Regions from separate parts of the Ovis aries genome. Here regions 2 and 3 are each linked to region 1. The links are chromatin contacts, called in public Hi-C maps. All regions are on one chromosome and are shown on one strand. Each heading gives the region's core, a stretch centred on a gene start, on an enhancer-like site or on the middle of the called end of the contact. The rest is flanking DNA. Distances are from core to core; before and after follow the strand shown.

The links. Hi-C and Micro-C count contacts between places; a contact is called where the count stands out from the background.
Region 2: a contact with region 1 is called in a Hi-C map of liver, with 2.4 times the contacts expected there. The contact joins the promoter of G3BP1 here to the enhancer-like site in region 1. A contact is called at or near these places in 3 of 16 Hi-C or Micro-C datasets (liver, skin fibroblasts and tail adipose tissue).
Region 3: a contact with region 1 is called in a Hi-C map of hypothalamus, with 2.1 times the contacts expected there. The contact joins two enhancer-like sites. A contact is called at or near these places in 7 of 16 Hi-C or Micro-C datasets (blood, hypothalamus, mesenteric adipose tissue and 4 more).

The regions. Positions count from the first base shown.
Region 1 is chr5:60,714,947-60,717,646 of ARS-UI_Ramb_v3.0, reverse strand. ATOX1 (antioxidant 1 copper chaperone) reads left to right here. Exons shown (of 4, transcript NM_001009429.1): 4 at 1,427-1,566. Among named protein-coding and RNA genes, the nearest start is that of ATOX1, 18 kb to the left of the region's middle. Within about 2 kb of position 1,401, at least 16 of the 54 cell types and tissues checked have an H3K27ac peak or open chromatin away from gene starts, as enhancers often do. A contact at or near this core is called in hypothalamus and liver, where this site is marked.
Region 2 is chr5:60,749,676-60,752,375 of ARS-UI_Ramb_v3.0, reverse strand. It overlaps G3BP1 (G3BP stress granule assembly factor 1), which reads right to left and starts at 1,361. Exons shown (of 12, transcript XM_004008992.6): 1 at 1,275-1,361. It overlaps LOC132659832 (a long non-coding RNA gene), which reads left to right and starts at 1,086. Exons shown (of 2, transcript XR_009600706.1): 1 at 1,086-1,326.
Region 3 is chr5:60,665,183-60,667,882 of ARS-UI_Ramb_v3.0, reverse strand. It overlaps a transcript of SPARC not described here. Among named protein-coding and RNA genes, the nearest start is that of SPARC, 4.3 kb to the right of the region's middle. Within about 2 kb of position 1,387, at least 16 of the 54 cell types and tissues checked have an H3K27ac peak or open chromatin away from gene starts, as enhancers often do. A contact at or near this core is called in hypothalamus, where this site is marked.

The sequences.
Region 1 (2,700 bases), core at 152-2,651:
GAAGGGAAAAGTTACTCAGTGGCTCCACACATGGGGGAGCCCCAGTGTAGACACACTGAATTGGAAACTCCTGACTTGAGCATGTAAATTTTAACTAAAAAATTAATACCTAGACTTCCCTGATGGTCCAGTGGTTCAGTGGCTAACAGTCTGCATGCCCAATGCAGGGGGCCCAAGTTCAGTCCCTGGTCAGGGAACTAGATCCCTCATGCTGCAACCAAGACAGCCCAACACAGCCAAACGAATAAATAAAAATACCTGCCAGTTGTAAACCATGTATAGCTTAATGTGTGTTTTTTCTCATAGTAGGCTCTTCTGTTTAAATTGAGATTAAATTCTCATAACGTTCAGCTGACCATTGTCATATGTGCCACTCATGGGCCTTTACAGTGTGTCCAGAGTGTTGTACCGCCACTCTAATTTCAAAACTTTCATCCCACTGGGAAGACTCCCTGTACCCATTTAAGCTCACACTCATTCCCCACTGCCTCCTCTCTCCGTCCCCTGGCAACCACAAGTCTGCTTTCTGCCCTTCTGGACTCACCTATTCTGGATGTTTCCTATAAAAGGAAACATTACGTGACCTTTTGTGTCTGGCTTCTTTCACTCAGCATAATGTTTTCAGGATTCACTCAAGCTTAGCATGTATAAGTACTTCATTCCTTTCAATGACTAGATAGTTCTCATAGTAGTTTTCACTAATTTATCTATTTTAGCTTTTTTTTTAAAATTATAGGAACTGTCAAAACTATACAAGTAGAGTCGTAAAATGAATCTCCACATGCCCACCTCCCAGATCAGTTATCGAGTCATTGGCATCATTTCATCCATGGCCCACTCTCACCACCCCTGTATTCACAGCAAATTCAGGCATCATAGAGTTTGGTCTGCACACCTGTCAGTAACGATGTGTAGTATGAAGGGGCTCCTGGAGGTTCATGCCACAGTGCTGGGTGAGGATCACTGATCAAGCCAGTTTTACTCCCACACACCAGGCAGCATCTGTCCCTGAATCTGTTTTAAGAGGCTCCCCAGTGACTGATTCGAAGCCAGGTTCAGGAACCAGACGATGAATGTTTATTGGTTATGAGGTCTCCTTGATCATCTGGCTCTTAGCAGATTTGTTTGCTCATGGCTTTTTTCTGTTGCCATCCCAGTATAAGTTGAAACAAGACAGAGGAAGAGCTCCAGCAGCCCTGGGAGAGCCTGGAAGAGGGCTTCAGCAGTGATCGGCTTAGCAAGGTCAAGGCATTCTTGTAGGAGCGGTGTGCAGGCCTGGACATGGGGTTCTTAGTCCTACTCAGCACATGGGTTTCCCACTTCCCGCCCTGCAACTGCCTCTTAGTGAATCTTTACTGCTTCTGTAGTGTCTCCATGTGCACAGCAGATGGCACCAGTGTTCCACCTCACGTCTCATTTCTTCCAGGACGCTGATCCTCTCCTGCCTTCCAGACAGACCTAGGACCTGGCAATCCCGCTCAGCAATGGTAGTTCCTGCGGAGACCGTCACTTGCCCTGCTCCTCTGTAGCTTCCCTGCAATAAAGTCAAGCCGATTTTGCTGGCGATACTGTCTCTCGCCTGGTCTTGTCACTTGCTTACGTGCTGTGCTGTGCCGCTCACATGTTGCTGTGAAGGAAATAACTACAGTGCTTCCTCGGGTTGGCGTTCTGACAGCTCCCAGGTCCAGTGGATCCTGAATCTTGGCTGTGTGAGCTTTTGCAGATCACTTACCCTCTCTGGGCCTCACTTTTCCTCATCTGTAAGTGAAGGTGTTGGGTTAGGTTGGTGATCCTGTTTCTTTTCACTACTTTCTTAGACTCCATATGTTGAAAAACTTTTGTCTGTCAAGTGAATGCATTTAAGGGACGTAAAATTGTATGGTAGTGGGAATAATAATGGGAAGATGTGCTTGTGTATCATAATAATGGGAAGAGAGAGACTGTCTGGGATAGAGTCTAAGCTCCACATCTCCCAGTAATCTCTTGATGTCCACAGGCATAAAATGTAACAGCATCTCTTGCAAATGGTGGTTGTGGGGATTAAATGACTCATGTAAATCACTTAGAGAGTGCTTGCCAGTTAGAAATCACTCAGTAAACATTCTCTATTCACGTACATTTTTTTGGTGTGTATTTAATTAATCAAATATCTATAGAGATGGCAACTAGAATCCCAGTCGACCTAAAAGTTAATGCCTCACGGAGTTGATTCAGTTATATCAAAACAAAGGGGATGTTTTCATTTGTATAGCTTTATTTACTTTTTAAAAATACTTTAAAGCGGCAGCTCTCAGACTATTTGATCTCAGGACCCTTTTACATGCTTGAACATTTCTGAGTGTCTCAAAGAGTTTATGGTTATGTGGGTTATGCCATGTTAGAAATTAAAACAAATGTTTGAAACGCAAGAATACATAAGCACATCTCCCATGAGCCATTGGGGCGAGATGAGGTCATCGCACAGCCTTTAGATCCTGGAAACTTCACTGCGTGATTGTAAGAGAAAGAAAAAAAAGGCATCTGGTGGGAGCAGTTTTGACCTGGCATTCCTACTGAAAAGTCTTGGGAACCACATCACTGCTTTGATCAGTGACCTGGGATGAGACCTGGCTCTGCCTTCAGCCACCTGTGACCTTGGACCAGTCACCTCATCTCTCCCAGAAGCAGTTTCCTCGTCCGTGCAGTGCACAATATCTGCAC
Region 2 (2,700 bases), core at 112-2,611, 35 kb before region 1:
TTTCAACTACATAAAACGAGGAAGTTAATCTTGTGGAAGGTCTTTCTCAAAACCTTGCTCCAATTAAAAAATGGAGGGAAAAAAAAGATTCAAGATCTAATATCAAAAAAAAAAAAAAAATCTAATATCAGAGCCTAACTTCCTGCTGGTGATAACTTCCCATCCTCAGGCTATAAGGATCAAATCCGAGGAGGAACACTGTCCAGGATCACCTGGACGTATTGATTTTATTCTACACTTTCCCCAAAAGCATTTAGGGCAGCAAACCTGTAGGAAGATGTGCAGAAAGGAACCCTTTACCCTTTGTCATAATCCCACGTCCAACCCTCTTCTCCCTGGAAACCCTGCAAGTGGCTCAAGTACAAATAAATGCCTCTGCAGTCGGTCTTCCGAGGCTGCGGTTGTCCCCAGGGACTAGAGCTCTGGGGGCAAAGATACCCTGTGGCCGCACAGAGCGCTGGAACAAAGAATGAGGCAGGTTCGGGGACTAGGAGTCAGAAGGCCTGGGTTCAAACAAATACCTGCCCCTCATGGCCTGTGTGCCTCTGACCGTGTCACTCCACCTCTGGGCCTTCGAGTTGGCTGTAAAAATAGGAAAATCACCGTACCTACCTCATCAGGGCGTTTCAGGAGTAAAGAAGAAACACACAAGTTGCTCCGCACAGTGCCTGGCACATAGTGAGGGCTTAGAAAAATGTTAGTTATTATCATCACTCAATACCCATAAACTCGCTGCCCCTTTACTCCCTGTAAAAAAATTCGAAAACCTAGGAGCAGCATTTCGGCTTCCAGTGTCGAAAAATTCTCACCGCACTTTCGTGCCTCACCTTCCCCCTCCCGCACCACCACCACCATCAAAGAAAAGCCTCCTCTGGTCTAGGAGGAGCCCCCACCAAAGGAGGAAGGCCTCGCTAGCGCGCGGGGAAAGCGAGCGGGAAAAGCTGACGATCCGGCCGCGCGGGGCCCCAGGCCCCCAAGATCACCCTGGGGCCCGGGCGGCGGCCGCGGCTCGCTCTCGCCCCGCGTGGCCGTTGGGCGCGGCACGCGCACGCGGCGGACGCGGACACGGCCACGCGCGCCGGGCCAGTGGGGGCGGGAGGCGGAGAGTCGCCGCGCGCCCGGGCGCCCGCCGCGCGCGCCTGCGGCCGTTGGGGAAGGGGGGGGACGGTGGGCGCGCCTGGCGCGGTCGCCGTTCGGACTTCTCCTCCCTCCCATCAGAGCCCCAGTTAGTCCGCGTCCTGGGGCCGCCCAGCCCCGCCCACGCTCCAGCTTACCTGCGCGGCTGAGCGGGAGAGGAACAAGCTCTGCTCCACGGCACGGCAAAAGGTAAAAAAACCCCTCACGCAACTGCGTCCGCACACACGCGTGCTCCGTCGCCGGGCTATATAACGGTGACTCAGCCTAACTTGTTGCGGCCAGGTCGGCCAGGCTGGTGGCCAATCCCGACTGCGTCCTCTGAGCTCTTCGAGCAGCAATTGGGTACTGACTCAGGATGAAGGCGTGGCTCTTGATTGGCTTTAACTCATGCCTATGAGACTGTGAGGAGCTCGTTTCCCTAGTAACGAATTGGCACTGAGAGAGGCCAATAAGTGAAGGGTACGGTGTGAAGGAGGGAGGGAAATTACTTGATCGATGTCCATTGTAGCCAATAAATATGTGGGGCCGTTCCCATTCGTTAAAACGTCTTCCCCTGGGCGGAGATCAGTTCTCCCTGCAGGAGCGGTTGCTCCACAAGGTGGGGCCCGTGTACTTTGGGGAAGTAAACCCCAAGCAACTAGGAGGTGGGCGCCAGGATGGCCAAGGAAGCTCCTGGCCAATCGCAGCGCGGGAAGGAGCTGATTGACGCGGGGGTTGGACAGCACCGAGGAGACCGAGCCCCGGGTCGCCGTGCCCTTTGGGGCGGTTCTGAGGCTCTACTGGTCCCTGCTTCTGTCTCCTTTTTCCTTTCCTTTTTTGACTCATTGGGTGCGATCCCTGAGACCCCTGATCCCACCTTTTCCGCACAGTTTGATACCAGGGGAACCAGGTGATAAAGTTTCCCGTTGTTTGGTTGTTTTGTTTCTTTCTTATACCAACTTTATTTCCATGTGGCCGCCTAAGGGCACTTGGTGGCTCCCACCATTAGTCAGCACTATTGGACAACTATTCAGGGAAACCAGAGGGGAAAGTAACTCACATTGTGTACCTAAGATCCTATTCTTTTTAAAAAAAAAAAGTCTCACGTGAAGAGCATTGAGTTTAAAGACATATTTCCACCCCGCGGTTCTCTGCAAGTGCTGCTGCAGGTCACTCGTGCGCGTCCATCCAGAAACCGGAGTCTGTAAATTCTCCTAACGGCTTGGGCCTTCCTGCAACACCATTGTCATTCAGATTTCCAGTGCTGTGGCTGTGGGGGTTTATTTCTTCGGGTCGTTATGTCTTGACAAGGTAGCTTGTCAAACTCCTTTGTGAACACCCCGAAGCTTTCGCGAAACACTTCAGGCGCTAAGTGGTGCACCAGACTGGTCCTGTCCACGTCTCTTACTGATTTGTTGGGCCCTCTATTGGTCACCATGAGCGGTTTTATATGGAAACACAGGGTCACGCCTCGGTCCCGTTCTCCTTCCAGGCATGTGACCCTGCAGTAGGGGCTCGCGTTAAGTTTTGCAAATTTGGAAATGAAGCACGTGGAGCCTCTCTACTGGAGACAAGGGGGCGCGG
Region 3 (2,700 bases), core at 138-2,637, 50 kb after region 1:
AGTCTTCCTATCTCTAAAATCAGAAGCATGGCAAAGAGGTGTTGCTTGGCATGACACCACCAACCCATTGGTAGCAGCTGCCAAAAGAACTGTGTCCAGGATTTGAGTCCAACGAGGAGAAGGGGACGACAGAGGATGAAATGGCTGGATGGCATCACCGACTTGATGGACATGAGTCTGAGTGAACTCCGTGAGCTGGTGATGGACAGGGAGGCCTGGCGTGCTGCAATTCATGGGGTCGCAAAGAGTCGGACGCGACTAAGCGACTGAACTGAACTGGACTTTAGGGGGAAAGGTCATATGATTGATTAGTAATGTCTGCCACATGCACAGGAGGAGCAGGTGTAGCCACGTGTGCCATGGATTTGCTTGCTATCTTTAGGATGTGACAGCTTGATGTTATTTCTCATCCCTTCCATTTGCGGTCACCCAGATGCACCAGTGGCCCCTAGGGGGAGCCAACGGGGAGAGCCTGAAGCTCCGCCCTGGGGCTTCTAACCACAGCAAAACGTGGCATCTTAGATGTGTTTATGGAACCTCTGTCAGACTGATACCAGTCTCATCCTCTGGGGCCATTTCTGAGTTGCCTCTGAACCTCTTCAAAGCTATGCTTGAGCACCCTAAAACAGGGGTCCCCAACTTCCAGGACCTAATGCCTGATGATCTGAGGTGGAGCTGATGTAATAATAATAGCAATAATGTGCACAATGAATAGAATGTGCTTTAATCACACGCTCCACTCTGCCCTGGTCTGTGGAAAAATTGTCTTCCATGAAACTGGTCCCTGGTGCCAAAAAGGTTGGGGACTGCTGCCCTAAATGTTTCCCTTAGCTTCTTCCCTTCCAGCAAGAATTGTTAGAAGTGGAGCAGGAAGTCAAGGGCCAGGCTGGGAAAGGTGGTCCTCTGATAGGCTTCTGACTCAGCTGACTTGGAACGTCAGGGCTGAAAGGAACCTTAGGGACTATGGCCTCAGGTCTTCAAACTCTCTCATGAAAGAACTTAGAGGTTCTCCAAGGCATCTCAGGGAGTGTCCCAGTGCCAGCCCCCATCTCAACACTGTTTTGTTTTTTTTTTTTTTTTTAAATTTCGAGCTGATTCATTGAATAGATAATAGTGCATTCATATGTACAACAAAAGTGAACGGCTCTTAGTTGTTTCAAACTTGGACTTCTGCAGAAGACTTCACTGAGAGAAAGGCTCCCTGGCTTATATGACTCTGAACACCACTGATCTAAAACAACGTCTGCATTGTGCAGAGGAGTGGCGCTAGGTGAAGTCCAAGGAGTAGCGGAGCCTATCCTGATTTGAAGGGTGAGCTGGGGGCAACACTGCCAAGACTCAATCCCAGGGCTCCTGACTTCCACGTCACCTCTGAGTGGCTGTGTGTGCTCCCTGGGGTGTGAGTGCCCACGTGGCCACACTGGCACCTCTCTGGACCGTCTCAGCCTCCTTCTGAGTCCTGGCATTCTGGTGGGCCTGGCTCACTCACGAGTTCCTTTATTAGCCTCTAGACTTGTTTTCCTCTCTTTGGGCTTGTTTACCAGGAACATGTGTTTTGGGAACCCTTGTTAGTAAGCCAAATGGTGGAAGCAAGATGTCTGGTTTGCGTCAGCAGCCCAACTGAGAGGGCAGCCTGGGACCTGGCTTCATCACTGTGCCCTGCGGAGGCCGGGCTGGAGTACCCGAGACCAAAAGGAAAAATGCCTCCTTTGTTCCAGCCCAGCACCTGTTCTCCCTGGGCCATGAACAAAAAGCTAGGATTCTTGTCCTGGATTTTCAAGGTGAATGGAGATTCTGGGATCTTTGTATTTTAAGACACTCTTCTGATGCTTATCTCTTGTAATCACCCATGAGTCTTTCAAGGTAAGTATGTTATTTTCATTTTAAAGATGGAGAAATAAACGGAGGCCCAGAGAGGGAAAATCACTTTCTGAAAGTCACACAACTGCTATATGGCAGAACCAGGATTTGAACCTGTATATTCTGTCTCCAGAGCCCCTGGGCTTACCGCTCTGCCATAATGCCTCTATAAAAGTTGATAACCACTCTGTCTAATATGGGCTTCCCTGGAGACTCAGATAGTAAAGAATCCACTGGCAATGAAGGAGACCTGAGTTTGATCCCTGGGTTTGGAAGATCCTCTGAAGAAGGGAAAGGCAACCTACTCCAGTGTTCTTGCCTGGAGAATCCCATGGACAGAGGAGCCTGGCGGGCTATAGTCCACAGGGTCGCAAAGAGTTGGGCATGACTGAGGGACAAAGCAAGCTCTGTCTTAATATGGTAGCCACTAGCCACATATGGTTAGGTAGAATTTAAGTTAATTAAAATGAAATACAATGAAAACTTCAGCCCTTCATTTGCACTAGCAACATTTCAAGTGTTCAATAACCACTGGTGGCCACTAGCCATCACGTTACACATGCAGATACAGAATATTTTCATCATCTTAGAAAGTTCTATTAGACTGCATTGCTTCATAAATTCTTCTACTCAAATCAGATTTGATGACTATAACTCAGATTCTGTGCTTCATGTCTTTAGGGTTCTATGATTCCAAGATCCACAGTCTAAAATTTAATGATTCCAAGATTTTTTCCCTAGTTCTGTCCTTCAGCAACTTTTCAGTGTCCAGAGAGAGCCCACAGGAGGCCCTTTATGTTTCAAGGGAGGTGAACTTGGGTGGTGGTGGGAGGAGGGGGC